3 separate regions of the Sus scrofa genome follow, and all the other regions are linked to region 1. A link is a contact called in public Hi-C and HiChIP or PLAC-seq data. All regions are on one chromosome and are shown on one strand. Each heading gives the region's core, a stretch centred on a gene start, on an enhancer-like site or on the middle of the called end of the contact. The rest is flanking DNA. Distances are from core to core; before and after follow the strand shown. Region 1 has its middle 390 kb from the start of NTNG1. Region 2 overlaps VAV3 (guanine nucleotide exchange factor VAV3). Region 3 overlaps NTNG1 (netrin-G1).

The links. Hi-C and Micro-C count contacts between places; a contact is called where the count stands out from the background. HiChIP or PLAC-seq counts read pairs in DNA pulled down with a chosen protein or histone mark.
Region 2: an H3K27ac HiChIP or PLAC-seq map of skeletal muscle shows a contact between it and region 1. The contact joins two enhancer-like sites. A contact is called at or near these places in 11 of 47 Hi-C or Micro-C datasets (alveolar macrophages, embryonic fibroblasts, fetal heart ventricle and 6 more) and 1 of 2 datasets of contacts at active chromatin or transcription factors (skeletal muscle).
Region 3: a Hi-C map of skeletal muscle shows a contact between it and region 1, with 5 times the contacts expected there. The contact joins two enhancer-like sites. A contact is called at or near these places in 3 of 47 Hi-C or Micro-C datasets (psoas muscle and skeletal muscle) and 1 of 2 datasets of contacts at active chromatin or transcription factors (skeletal muscle).

The regions. Positions count from the first base shown.
Region 1 is chr4:112,227,213-112,231,569 of Sscrofa11.1, reverse strand. No RefSeq gene overlaps it. Among named protein-coding and RNA genes, the nearest start is that of NTNG1, 390 kb to the left of the region's middle. Within about 2 kb of position 1,734, at least 12 of the 83 cell types and tissues checked have an H3K27ac peak or open chromatin away from gene starts, as enhancers often do. A contact at or near this core is called in skeletal muscle, where this site is marked.
Region 2 is chr4:112,030,457-112,034,813 of Sscrofa11.1, reverse strand. The region is part of intron 16 of VAV3 (guanine nucleotide exchange factor VAV3); the gene reads right to left. Among named protein-coding and RNA genes, the nearest start is that of VAV3, 210 kb to the right of the region's middle. Within about 2 kb of position 1,808, at least 5 of the 83 cell types and tissues checked have an H3K27ac peak or open chromatin away from gene starts, as enhancers often do. A contact at or near this core is called in skeletal muscle, where this site is marked.
Region 3 is chr4:112,426,165-112,430,521 of Sscrofa11.1, reverse strand. All of the region lies in intron 3 of NTNG1 (netrin-G1), which reads left to right. Among named protein-coding and RNA genes, the nearest start is that of NTNG1, 190 kb to the left of the region's middle. Within about 2 kb of position 1,976, at least 3 of the 83 cell types and tissues checked have an H3K27ac peak or open chromatin away from gene starts, as enhancers often do. A contact at or near this core is called in skeletal muscle, where this site is marked.

The DNA.
Region 1 (4,357 bases), core at 485-2,984:
CCTGAAAGAGCACTGGACTAGAGTGTAGGTCAAGAGTGGCAATGATTTGGCTGTTGGCTAGTGGCCTCCTGCCCTAGCCTGGCTGTTTGTGCCCACAACCACCCACCAGCCTGAAGGATCAGGTTGCTGCTTTGATTTAGCCTCTCTATTGCCACTCAGCCCGCACCTTTGCTGTCTCACCCTCCTGTACAGTGAGGCCTTTCCCTGTCCATTTGATTCCTATTAGAGAACCAGGCATTTCCCCGGTGACGGTGGAAATAAGGTATTCCAGGTGCATGCTGTAAGGAAGGCGCATGCGCGCATATGCATGCGCACACGCATGCGCCGTCTAGACCAAGGCGGGCACCTGTTCCATCCCAGGGAGTAGAGGCGGCCACATTCCCAAGGGGTTCTGTTACAGGCGGCCACAGGCTCCAAAGCCCAGAGCTGATTCTGCTCTGGCTCCACTTCTTTCCTCTGCTGTCTGCTTAGTAAAGGAGCAAAGGCCAGGCCCAAGGCCCGCAGGTCACTATAGAGTATGGTGACCCCTAAGAAAACAAGATCAACCGTCTTCAGGGCCCATCCCCAACCTGCAAGGGGTCCCTGAGTTTACTAGTTATTTGGGATCACAAAGATCCCAAGCAATTTGCACAGTCTCCTTGCTGCCACTCCTCTCCTAACCAGAAGCAACCACGGAGCGAGACGCCACTTCACATGGGACAAAGGTGGATGTGAGATGTGCAAGACCAGACCCTGAGGAAGGGCCACGGTGACCCAAGGGCTGGGCCCTTCAGCCTAAACTTACCTCTAGACTGAAAGGTGATAGGTCCCAGGCGGAGCCCAGAGGGAGGGGGTGGGCAGCTGAGATGGAGGCCAGGCTGGAAGGACTGGAGGGGAGCCAACACTGGTGTGTCTGCACACAGGAGCTGGGAGAGTCTCCCTAGAGCCTCAGGGCTCTTCCAGCAAAAGGTAAAGTTTGAAACCCCCCCACACACACACTCAGAGGAGTCCAGCCCTCCTGCAGCGCTCTTACACCCCATCCCTGCAACCTGCAACTTGGCCTCCACCCCTTCCCCACACTCTGCCCCTACTATCCGACAGAGTTTTGAGCCAGGGCCGTAGGGGCCCTGAAGGGAGGCCGGTCTTCTCTTTCACCTTGGTTCCTGGGACGCGCTGCGTCATCATGGCAGAGGCCAAGAGCTAGACCCCGTGCCCGGGATGCAGACTGAGCAGAAAGGGTGGAGGAGGCCGAGCATGGAGTTGTGGACCATCTCTCACCCTGCCCAGAGCCCCCAGCACCCCAGTTCTTGCCATGTGCCCTCTTGTGGGTGCTGATGGGGCGTGGTGAGAGATGCAGTGCACAGCCACAGCCTCCTCTCACCAGACCCTGGGACTCACCCTCTGCCCCCCACTCTCAGACATCTGTTGAATCCCTGACTTCAAGCCTCACATGGTGAAGCTCCTCCCTGCGGAAATAAAGGGTTCAAGAAGGATCTGGAAGGAGACAGAAACTCAGCTCAGCTGGCACATCAAGGTCAGGGGCCTCACCTCTCCTAACTTTAAAGAGAAAGATCTGTAAGCAGAGGAGAGAAGCCAACCGAGTGACCCCTGAGTGGAAATCAGGGCAGAAATCTTTTGCAACAGAATCCCCATGGGAAACATGACAAAATTAGCAACAGGAATGAGGTCTCCCTCGGAGGATACAAGAATCACTGGGTTGAAAATAACCACAAGGTCATCTAGTTCAGCTGCCACCACTTGCCTGAATTTTTCCAGAAATTTTTGGACAAGCAGTCATCCAGCCTCATCCAGCAGCTCAGTACTCAGCAGCCCCCTCCTGATGGCGGGCAAGGTTTTAAAGGCCCCTGGGGCTCTCGTGCTTCCAGGGGCAGCTCGCAGAGGGCAGCGGGCAGCAGGCAGCACACAGGGGCCCGGGTCCAGCGCTTCCCTCCCTCCGGCTGCTGTGTTTATACTCCATTGATTCACAGCAAAGACTCTTGGCAAGATCAAGATTTCTTTACACCGCTTGTGTGGCTGCTTTAGTGAACCAGCCTTAAAACATGCTCCCGAGGAGGTCAGTTTTTGGTTATCGTTGGCTTTAATTCCTGGAAAAGTTCTGGGAATCACGATTTCAGAACCAGAAAGAGCTTCGGCATCTCGTCCAGCCACCTCAAAATGACTCGTGAGAACCGAAGGGAGCCTGGAGCCTAGGGTGGAATTCAGACCTTATTCCCCACTGTTCCCCCCAGTGCCCTCTGAGCTGCAGTCCCAGTGGCTCTGGGACCCTCCAGAAGGTGCTCAGTGGCCTCTCTAGGGTCTCGTGTTACCTGATCCACTGCAGCCCTGGCCCCCGGTTCTCAGCTCCTCCCTTGGTCTTTGCAGCCCCATTCCCGGCTAGTAGGCTGGGGAAAGGGTGTGCAGTGTCCATGCCTTTTCAGTGCCTCGCTTTCCCGTGTCTCCACCTGTGCACAAGCCTAGAAGCGCTCCAAACTCTCTCCTTTTGGATTTTTTTAATGGAGGCTTCATTGTATTGACTGATTAAATCATCAGCCGCTGGTGATTGAATGTAATCTCCAGCCCTCCCAGGAGACTGGGGGTATTCAGGGGGCTCGGGGCTCAAGTTCCAACCCACTCATCACATGGTTGGCTCCCCTGGAAACCAACCCCCACTCTTAGGTGCTTTCCAAACTCACCTCATTAATATAAATCCAGCTATGGTGAAAGGGGGCTTGTTTTGAATAACAAGACATACGTTTGATCTCTAGAGCTCTGAAGAGACTCAGGCACTGAGGCCAGGGAATCAAATATTATGACAAAAGTTGTTCCCACTACATTTTTTGCTCAGGAAATTCCAAAGGTTTTGGGAGCTGTGATCCAGGAACCATGGAACCAGTATCTGTGAGGAATATATTTTGGTCCTCTGAATGACCAAATAACTCTTATTATAAATCACAATATCTGAGGCTGCCACAGTTTGTGCAGCCACTCCTTGACCACTGCCCCCTCCAACCATTTCAGCCACTAAGTCTTACTCGCCTTAAAAATAGTCGTGCTTGTTTGGGCAGCTTCTCTCCACGGATTGAGTCTTTCACAGCTACATTTTTTGATCAGTATCTACCCTTTGCTTCCACTTCATCCCCTTCCCTCCAGCTGTCACCACAGTTTTTATCTGTCTTACGCCCCAGCGCTCCCCTGGACCTGCTCTCACCAGCGGACTTCACCTTCCTAATTCCAATGTTTACTTTTAGTCCCTGCCTTGCTTGATGGCCTCATAATGTTTGGCACAGCTGACTGTACCCTCCCTTGTAAAATTCTCCTTTCGCTTGGGTTCCTCGACCCGATGTTTTTCTCCTAACTTCCGAGTAGGCTCTTTTGCCTACGTGACCCAGGCCTTGAAATCCTGGAGTCACGTGGCACTCTGTCCCGGAGCTCCTTCCTGAGTCAGCCCACCTCTTTCCTCGTGATCCCATCCGCCCCGGTGACTTGGCTCGCCATCTGTCTGTAAACGAATGGCCCTTTAATCTGTGGCACCTGCTCAGACTTGCTCCTGAGCCAGAATGTCACCACGGGATGTTGCATATGTATAGCTCTCTGACCCTCGATGTGTCAGAAGCTGACTCAGAACCTTCTCCCTGGTCTCACCGTCACCACCCATCACTCTGCATCCCAGGAAACAGCTTACACTTGCTATTCAAGGCAGACCCTGAGGGCCTTGAACCCCTTTCCCTTCCTAACCACCCCACTCCTCTTCCAATAGGCTCTAAGGTCATGTCCTTCTCTCTAATGCAGCTGTCCCAGGCTCTGACCATCACTTCTTATTTGCACTGTAGCAGACACCTCTCACCACACCTCCCTGTGTCCACTCTTGACCTCTTCCAATCCATTCTCATGTTGCAGCCAGAGAGGATTTTACAAGGCGCACATGGGATTATGTCACCTGACTGTTTCAAAGCCTTCAATGGTCCCCATGTTTAGGATGGCACCCCAAACCTCAACATGGCTGGATTTCTGTCTCACAATGCTTTTTCTCAAACACAGCTCTCCAGCTTAATTCAACACTTTCATTTCTTCCAATGCCTCCACTCTTTTTCATGTCTAATTAGTTAGCATTCCCTGCCCATTAGATTTAAATTTAAAGACCCATGACGTTATGAATCTGTTTTATTCACCACTATACATATATAGCAATTAGCACAATGTCTGACAAATATTTGGAAACTACATGATTTATTTATTCAGAAAATAGTTTTTAAATGCCTGGTCTGTGTCAAGCTCCATTCTTGATTCTTGGTGATGTGGAAATATTTTTTTTAAAAGAGAGACAAAACCCTTTGCCCTTAAGGAGTTATATTCTACTAGAGAGAGAGAAACACAATGA
Region 2 (4,357 bases), core at 559-3,058, 200 kb after region 1:
CAGACAGTTCTCCAAAAAAGACATACAGATGGCCGAAAAACACTTGAAAAGATGTTCAGCATCACTCATTATTAGAGAAACGCAAATCAAAACCACGATGAGATACCACCTTACACCAGCCAGAATGGCCATCAGCCAAAAGTCTACAAACAAGAAGTGCTGGAGAGGGTGTGGAGAAAAAGGAACATAGTACACTGTTGGTGGGATTGTAAATTGGTGCAACCACTGTGGAAAGCAGTATGGAGATTCCTCAGAAAACTAAACACAGAACTACCATTTGACCCAGCAATCCTACTCCTGGGCATCTATCCAGAGAAAACCATGACTCCAAAAGACACATGTACTCCAATGTTCATTGCAGCACTATTTACAATAGCCAAGACATGGAAACAACCTAAATGTCCATCGACAGAGGAGTGGATCCAGAAGATGTGGTACATATACACAATGGAATATTACTCAGCCATCAAAAAGAACGAAATACCAGCATTTTTAGCAACAGGGATGGACCTAGAAACTATCATGCTAAGTGAAGTCAGCCATACAATGAGACACCAACATCCAATGCTTTCACTGACATGTGGAATCTGAAAAAAGGACAGACAGAACTTTGCAGAACAGATGCTGACTCACAGACATTGAAAAACTTATGGTCTCTGGAGGAGACAGTTTGGGGGGTGGGGGGATGTGCTTGGGCTGTGGGATGAAAATCCTGTGAAATCAGATTGTTATGATCATTATACAACTACAGATGTGATAAATTCATTTGAGTAATAAAAAAAAATGAAAAAAAAATGCCACCTAAAATTTAATCAGAAGTCTCCAAATTGATTTCTAAACACCCTGAACATTACAACTGTCTCATTTACCTTTTTTGTGGGGATGACAGCAGCTAGCATGATACCCTGCCCTTAATATTGGATTGAAATGAAAGACTCAAGCCACCCACACCTTTATCTGATCAGATTAGCATTCTACTAAACTACTTAAAGAAAGAATTTTCCCAAATTAAGTTTCTTTTCATTTATTCAAAGGAAAAGAATGTTTAAAACATGGACTTAGAATGTTTCAAATATCTGAAAGATTACCATATAGGGGAAAGACACATGTTCTATTTGAGTCCAAGAAGGGACATTAGGAAGAGAGACTTGAACAGACAGGTTTCAATTCATTATAAGGAAGAATTCTCTACAGTCAAAGCTAAGCCAAGTCGGAGCAAATCCTTCCAGAGGTAGTGAGTTCCTTATCACAAGAGGCATTCAAGCACAGAACTGGAAAGAAGTTGTAAAAAGGCTCAAGTGCTAAATGGCTGGAAAAGAGGCGTTTTAAACATCTTTCCTGAGTGTTTATGGGGTTATGAAACATTACGGTTTTTTAAAATCTCTGTCATTGCCCCCCCCCCGCCCCCCAACACACAGTAGATCAAAGGCACTGCTAGAAAATGTCAGAGAAACTAACACTGATTCAGCTTAATTTTATTTGCATTTAGTTGTAACCAGAGTAATATTTATTTGTTGATGGAAATTTTGATATCTATCTTTCATTCTTCCTTCTGCCTATGGCTTCTCCTCCCTTATAAGCAAGCTCAGGAATGCCAAAAATATGTCAAATAAGTATTAAATACCAGCAGCGAAAAAGGAGAGAGGTTGATCTCCGCCAGGCAATAACAGAACAAGAATACTATTTAATATTTACGAATGCTTTGTCATGCATGAAATGCTTTTGCATGTCTCTGGATCAAACAGGCTCCTGAAAGACTCCATTTTATGACAGCTGTGATTTTTCTGAGCACTGTCCCGTGTCCTACTTCCTTTTATTGCTGCCAGGAAACTGCAGTATCATATCCTATACGGACTTAACTGCCAATTTTGAAAGGTTATAGACAATACATTAGATTCGGGGAGAGCTGCACTGCTTCAACTTGGGAGATTAATGTGAATAGGTCAGGAGCACGAGGCTCAGCACAGCCTGGGGGCTGTGGATCGTGTTGGCATAGATTTCGTGTCCATAAACAAATTCTTCATATTAAAAACTGGTCATGAGAGCTTTTTAAGGAGAAAGAATAAAAGGTTGTCTTCAGAGTAAATAATTTCTCCCCAAAACCAATAAAGCACACATGTGGGGAGGCAAATACAGAGATGCTTGATGGACTGGTATTTTGGTAGTTGTGCCTGCAACGTTACCAGTTTCCAAATAGACACTGATGGGCTTTGAACACTCAGAAAATGCCAAAGCAGGTGTCATCACAGTCAAATGACACCAGCACATGCAGCTGGTCCAGGAAGGCTCACCCTGGGGCTGACTCTTGATACCAGCATGGTCTTATTTCAACCCCTTCTACTCTCTCTCGGGGTGCTCCCCAACATGGGAATTTCAGAATAAATAACGGGCATAGATGTCAATACTGGTGGGGAGAAAACATTTTAAGAGCACAAAGAGCCATCACTGATTCAAAAACTATTCTTGCTGATGTGGTTTGACTACTGAGTCAAACCACAAGCTAACCGTCTAGCTGCCACTGCCTGGATTCTTGGGATCTCGTCGTTCCCAATAAACCACAAGAAAACTTAGTGAACCCTGAGTAGCTCCAGTCTGTTATCTGAGCAGACTATTTCTGATATTCGGTGGGGCAGTACCGAATAATGCCAACTACATCAAATTCACCCAGGTGTTTTTGTTCTGGTTTTGGTGAAGGAGACCATTTTGCAGCCAAATCCTCCTGATGACTGAAACAGGAATGAGGGCTGCTAGGAAATCCATACCTGTGCCCAAAGCCACAAGGTGGCACCTGGACAGCTGGGATCTGTTAGTGGCTATACATACTCGGTACAGTCCCTGTGCAGAAACCATCACCCTGGTGCCGGAAGACAGGCTTTGCTAACGACACCACCGATTTTCTGGAAACACACCACACTCATTCGCTTACATATTATCTATGGCTGTGGTATTACTCCTTATTTATATATTTGAAAAGATCCCGACAGACCTCCCGACCAAGAAAACAAAGAAGAGGAGGGAGAGGCGGAAGTCCTATTATTCTAGTAGCAGCAGAAGTAGCAGCCCGGCAGCAGTACCTGGGGCTTGCTACGGAATTCTCTGACCTATAGCTTCCTGCAGATATTGGGGGATACCCATCTGGGCAAAAATATAAACAAAGGCAGCCTGTAAAGGTGCACAAGAGAATGTTAAACCATGCATGCCGTGAAGTCACAAACGTGCATGTCTCATCAATCAACAGCAAAACCACACTCATCAGATTTCTTAATCCTGAACTGACGGGGAACATGACGCAGCTTTATTCCTGTAAAACCCCGGGATGGCTGGGGAGGTGCTCTCTTTCTGACCCGAAGAGCCACTCCCGACAAGACAAGCAGAGCCAGGCGCCCTGGCCCCCTGCAGGGAGTGGCCCCCGGTGGGGAAAGTCACACTCCAGTGCCACTGAGGGTGTCGAGGGGACCCAGGAAATGGCGGGCCCATGGAATGAGTGTCCCTTGACCATCAGTACCGCAAATGTAGACAGTGATTGGATTTCACGTACAAAGTGGAGAAGGAATAGCGCCTCCCCGCTGCGTCTGACAGGGTGGAAACAATCAAGCAAGCCCCAAAGAATCAGGAGTGTGGACGGAGGAAGTGGGTGGCTCTGAGCACCTGAGCCCTGAGAACTGGTCTAAGTCCTATATCCTCCCCACCTCTAGAGTCGAGGAGGCCCCCAACAGCATATGAGGGCCATACTGTTCCGCAGTTTTTAGCAGAAGTACAGATTAGAGCAATATCACCCGAACGAATCTAGGTAAGGTGAAAATTACCCATCCTGCTTGGTTCTTTAAGTTCCATCCAAGCACTGAGTCAGACTTGCCAAAAAGAAACATACCTAGGAGGAGGAGGAGGAGAAGCATAATCGGGAAGCATCAGGTCAGGTGTTGACAAAAATGCCTTCAAAAACCTGCAATCCCATTTTTGAAGACTAATCCTAAAAAAAATAATGATAGGAGTTCCCGGGTGGCCTACTGGTTAAAGATCCAGTGTTGTCACTGCTGAGGTGCAGGTCCAATCACTGGCCTGGGAACTTCTGCATGTCATAGGTATGGCCGAAATAAGCAGGTAAATTTTTGAAAAAAAGAAATAAAAATAAATAATGATATATAACATCAATTTCTAGAACTTCAAAAAAGCCAATATAGCTGGTAGACAACATATGTTTTTCAGTGTCTCTTCCCTGAGGATGCACTTTATAAAGTAAAAGTTCCTTCCCCTCGAGGGCTATTGTGATATTTTGTCGGACAGTAAGAATTTCCTAATTCATCGTCTTTTTTTATTGTCTTTGTTGTCAGATTCTTTTTTTTTTTTTTTTTATTTT
Region 3 (4,357 bases), core at 727-3,226, 200 kb before region 1:
AAGAAAGAAGTGAAACTGTCACTGTTTGCAGCTGACATGATACTGTACATAGAAAATCCAAAAAATGCCACCAGAAAACTACAAGAATTCATCAAAGAACTTGGTAAAGTTGAAGGATACAATATACAGAAATCTGTTGCATTTCTATACAGTAATGATGAAAGATCAGAAAGAGAAATAAAGCAAACAATCCCATTTACTATTGCATCAAAAATTATAAAATACCTAGGAATAAACCTATCTAAGGAGGCAAAAGACATGTACTCTGAAAACTATAAGACACTGATGAAAGAAATCAAAAATGACACAAACAGATATAAATATATTTCATGTTCTTGGATTGCAGGAATTAGTATTGTTGAAGGGACCATACTACCTAAGGCAATCTGCTGAGTCAATGCAGTCCCTATCAAAATACAAATGGCATTTTTCATGGAAAAACTTTGAAATTGCTTGTGCTTTGGCTAATGAGTTTTTTCTAAACTACTACTTGAAAAACATTGAATGAATGAATGAATAGATTAGGTTTGAAATGTGTAGTATAAGAGCCTCACAAACATCATTGTGAATTGGGTCCATCGATCCCAATTCACAATATTATATAATTGGAATAGCTACCATGTCAGCTCTTTCTGGTGCTTTAGACAACTGATAATGTGCTAGGAATGTATTGAGAGGACAGAGGGCAAAGCAGTAGGATCTCAAAATCATTATTTATCTTACTTTAGAAGGAAACATTGGCTAGGAGTCAAGAGAAATAGGTTCTAGCTCTGGCTGCGCTAATAACTCAGTGAGGCAAGAGCAAGTCCCCATCATTATAAGCAGAGTCTCCTCATCTTCAAAATGAGAGTATTATACTTGATGTGTGGTTTCTCAGAAAATTACTTTCAAATAAAGACTATGCTAGTCAAAGACATTTGGGAAATGTTGTTTGCAATACTTTCTGCTACGAGAATCACAATATATATCAACATATTAAAGGCCCTGAGATGTCCTATAGTAAAGGGATATTTCCATTTTATTAAACCAGAGCCTCCCAAACTTACTTAACAAAAAAATCCCTCTATTAATACCCTCAAAGCATGTTAACAGATCTCATGTAAGGTAACAATCTCCAATATCATTGGACACTTCATATGATGTAAGGAAATAAAACATTGTGTGTGTGTGTGTGTGTGTGTGTGTGTGTGTGTGTGTGTTTGAACTATTTGCAGTGCTAAGAACAGATTGATACTTCACAGCAAGGTCTAATTTTAGCTATCATCCTTCTATATCGTTGCTACATTGAGCGAAGAAAATGAGACTATCTTAGTAAAAGGCCAGCTTTGATAGGGAGTACCTTTTTTTGTTAACTCTTGCTCTTAATTTTTGAACATTGGGGAGTACTGTATATCTTTAAGGGTTATAGGAAATTCGCTATTCTATTGGAATTGATAGGGATATTTTTGTTTTATTTTTAAGCTAGAGAAATTGTGATGGAAGAGTCAGCAAAGATGTAAAAAATGAAATGCCAAGTGGTACAATCTGGTGCATTTTAGAGATAAATAGAGATGCTAGAGAATTTTTATTCCTCTCAGATGTAGCTCCTCAAACTCTAATTACAGCAATAAACTAAAATCGTGTGTAAAGGAAAATAAGATTAACTAATATTTAATGTATTAGTTTTGTATTTATCATTTGCTCTGGAAGATATTCTTGAAACTACAGGCTAGTTTTAGTTAAATGTGGGTCGCCTTTCTTCTGCTCCTGAGGGATGTTAATGCATAACAAATGACAGCGCAGAAAAACTAAAATAGTATACAGCTAAGGGATGTTGTCTCATCTAAGAATCGTGTGGTTGCCCTGGCTGCTTTTACTCATTTGGTCCTGCTAGAATATCAGGGAAGCAAAGCTGTTACAACATATTGGTGACATCCATGTATAATTATAGATCCTCCAGTACTGCTGAGAACAGGGAACAGATGGGGGGAGGGTGGGCCAAGAGATGACGGGAGCAGGGAGTCTAAGAGGTCAGCAGTTTGGCAGGCTGGGAGGAGACAGCCTCATGAACTCCTGTATTGGAATTAAATAGGCAGCATGTATGCCAAATGGAGTCATAGCATTGCAAAATCATTTCTCTTAGAACTGAAAGAAACCATGAAAATAATGCAATCTAACACCCTCTTTTTTAGATGTGAAACAGCATGGTTAAATGAATTAGCCAAGGATGATATTGTTACATAACCAAAATTTAGATCTGGATGGAACCTGTGTTTTACACACTGATCCTCCCTCAGTGCCTAGAACTGGGCCTGGCACATAATAGGCACTCAGGAAATATTTAATGAGAGAATGAGTGAATGGGTGTGGAATTCTCTTTTGAGCGTCATGCAGATCAGTCATTCTAAGAATCTGTACTCTTCCCATTAGACATCCTGTGGCTGCCTTTGTGTATTCCTTACACAGAACTGCAAGGGAATTGGAGTTTTGCACAGTATTTTTGGTAATGGCACTTGATCCAATATACTAAAATTGCAAAGATTTCATCTTCAACCAGTTGTCCAAAGTTAGGGAATAAAATTTATCTACCTCAGATATCAGAGTAATTTATGTGTTTGGGATAATATAACCCTATTCAGACACACATTGTTTCTTCTATTATTTGCCTGATTGATGTTTTTAAGACGAGAAAGACTCTTAGTTCTTTTCCTGAGTGAAGACAAGTTTGTGAAAAGAAACGGACTCTTCTGCCCACTCTCAATAAATATCTAGTAAAATCATAATATCACCATATATCCCAAAGTTGCCTTCAAATGGTATTTGTTTCTTGGTCCAATAACCAAAGAGTTTTAAAATGTATAAAAACTATCTTATCAATTTATCTATTGATAAAGTCAGGGTTGGGGTTGCAAAGAATTTGAGCTGAAGAGACATGGAAACAGGTAGTGACCTTTTGTGAGCATATGTCTTTATTAAAATAAATTGATTATAAACTCTTAAGTAGCAAAATTATATTAAAACATTAATAATAAAAGGCTGATTGTGAGAATGAAGGAGAGAGAAAATGAATGCCTAGAGAGAAAATATATGCCTAGCTCACAGTGGTGGAATTTTGGGTAATTTTTATTTGTGCCTTTCTGTATTTTTCACATTTTATTCATTGACTATATATCATTTAAATAAAATTGGTTTTAAAAATAAAGTTAAAATTTAGCGAAATTGAAGGACGTAACGCCAACACACAAAAATAAGTTGTGTTTTTATATACTAATAATGAACAATTCAAAAAGGAAATTAAGAAAACAATCTCATTTACAGTATATCAAAAGATGAAATACTTAGGAATAAACTTAACCACGAAGGAAAAAGACTTGTATACTAATAACTACAAAACATTGTCAAAAGAAATTGAAGAGAGCACATGTAAATGAAATCTCATGAAAAAAAAATAAAAAATAAACAAGCTTTTGAAAGAAAAAAGAAAGAAAGAAATCTCATGTTCATAGATTGAAAGCTATTAAGATATCAATACTGCCCAAAGCAGTCTATACGTCAATGTAATCTCTTTCAAAAGCTCAATGACAATCTTTGCAGAAACAGAAAAATCTATCCTAAAATTCATGTGGAATCTCAATAAACCCCAAATAGCCAAAGCAGTCTTGAAAAAGAATAAAGTTGGAAGTCTTATACTTTTTGATTTCAGAACTATTACAAAGCACAATAATCAAACCAGTGTAGTGCTGTCATAAAGATAGCCATATAGCAGTAGAATAGGATAAAGAGTCCCAAAATAAACCACACATATATGATTTTTGACAAGGATGTCAAGCCCATTCATGGGAAAAGGAGTCTTCAGCAAATGATGTTGAGAAAACTGATCTGTCTGAAATTGGGATGGAAACTTGCCCAGGCAAGCACTTAAGAGGCCAAGGCAGGGAGGTTCTGTTGTTTAATGGTGTCTCACTTCCCCAATTCAGGATTTCCAGGTAGTTCTAAACACCTCCCAAAACTATAACAAGGGCTCTTCTTTTGGTAATCACCAAGCATTTCCTATCCTGCTAACTCTCCTAAAAATAATGACTACAAACTCTGGACTAAATGTCAAAACAATTATTTGAAGGCCCTGGAGAGTGACCAGAAGCAGGCAGATATTATCCGGGAGTTAGTACTTGAAAGAAAGGAAGAGTATTAGATGAGTTTTCTTTTTTCTGCTGTTCTCTAAGGACAGGGCTTATCTATGCTATGCATGGTAGAGGAGGGGAGATGCAGCTAAAACTTCAGATGGAAAATCTTCTTGTCTTATTAACTTGAATAACCAGAGAACAGGTTGAGGCAACCACAGCAACTACGTAAAGAAACAGATATGAAAAGGAGACAG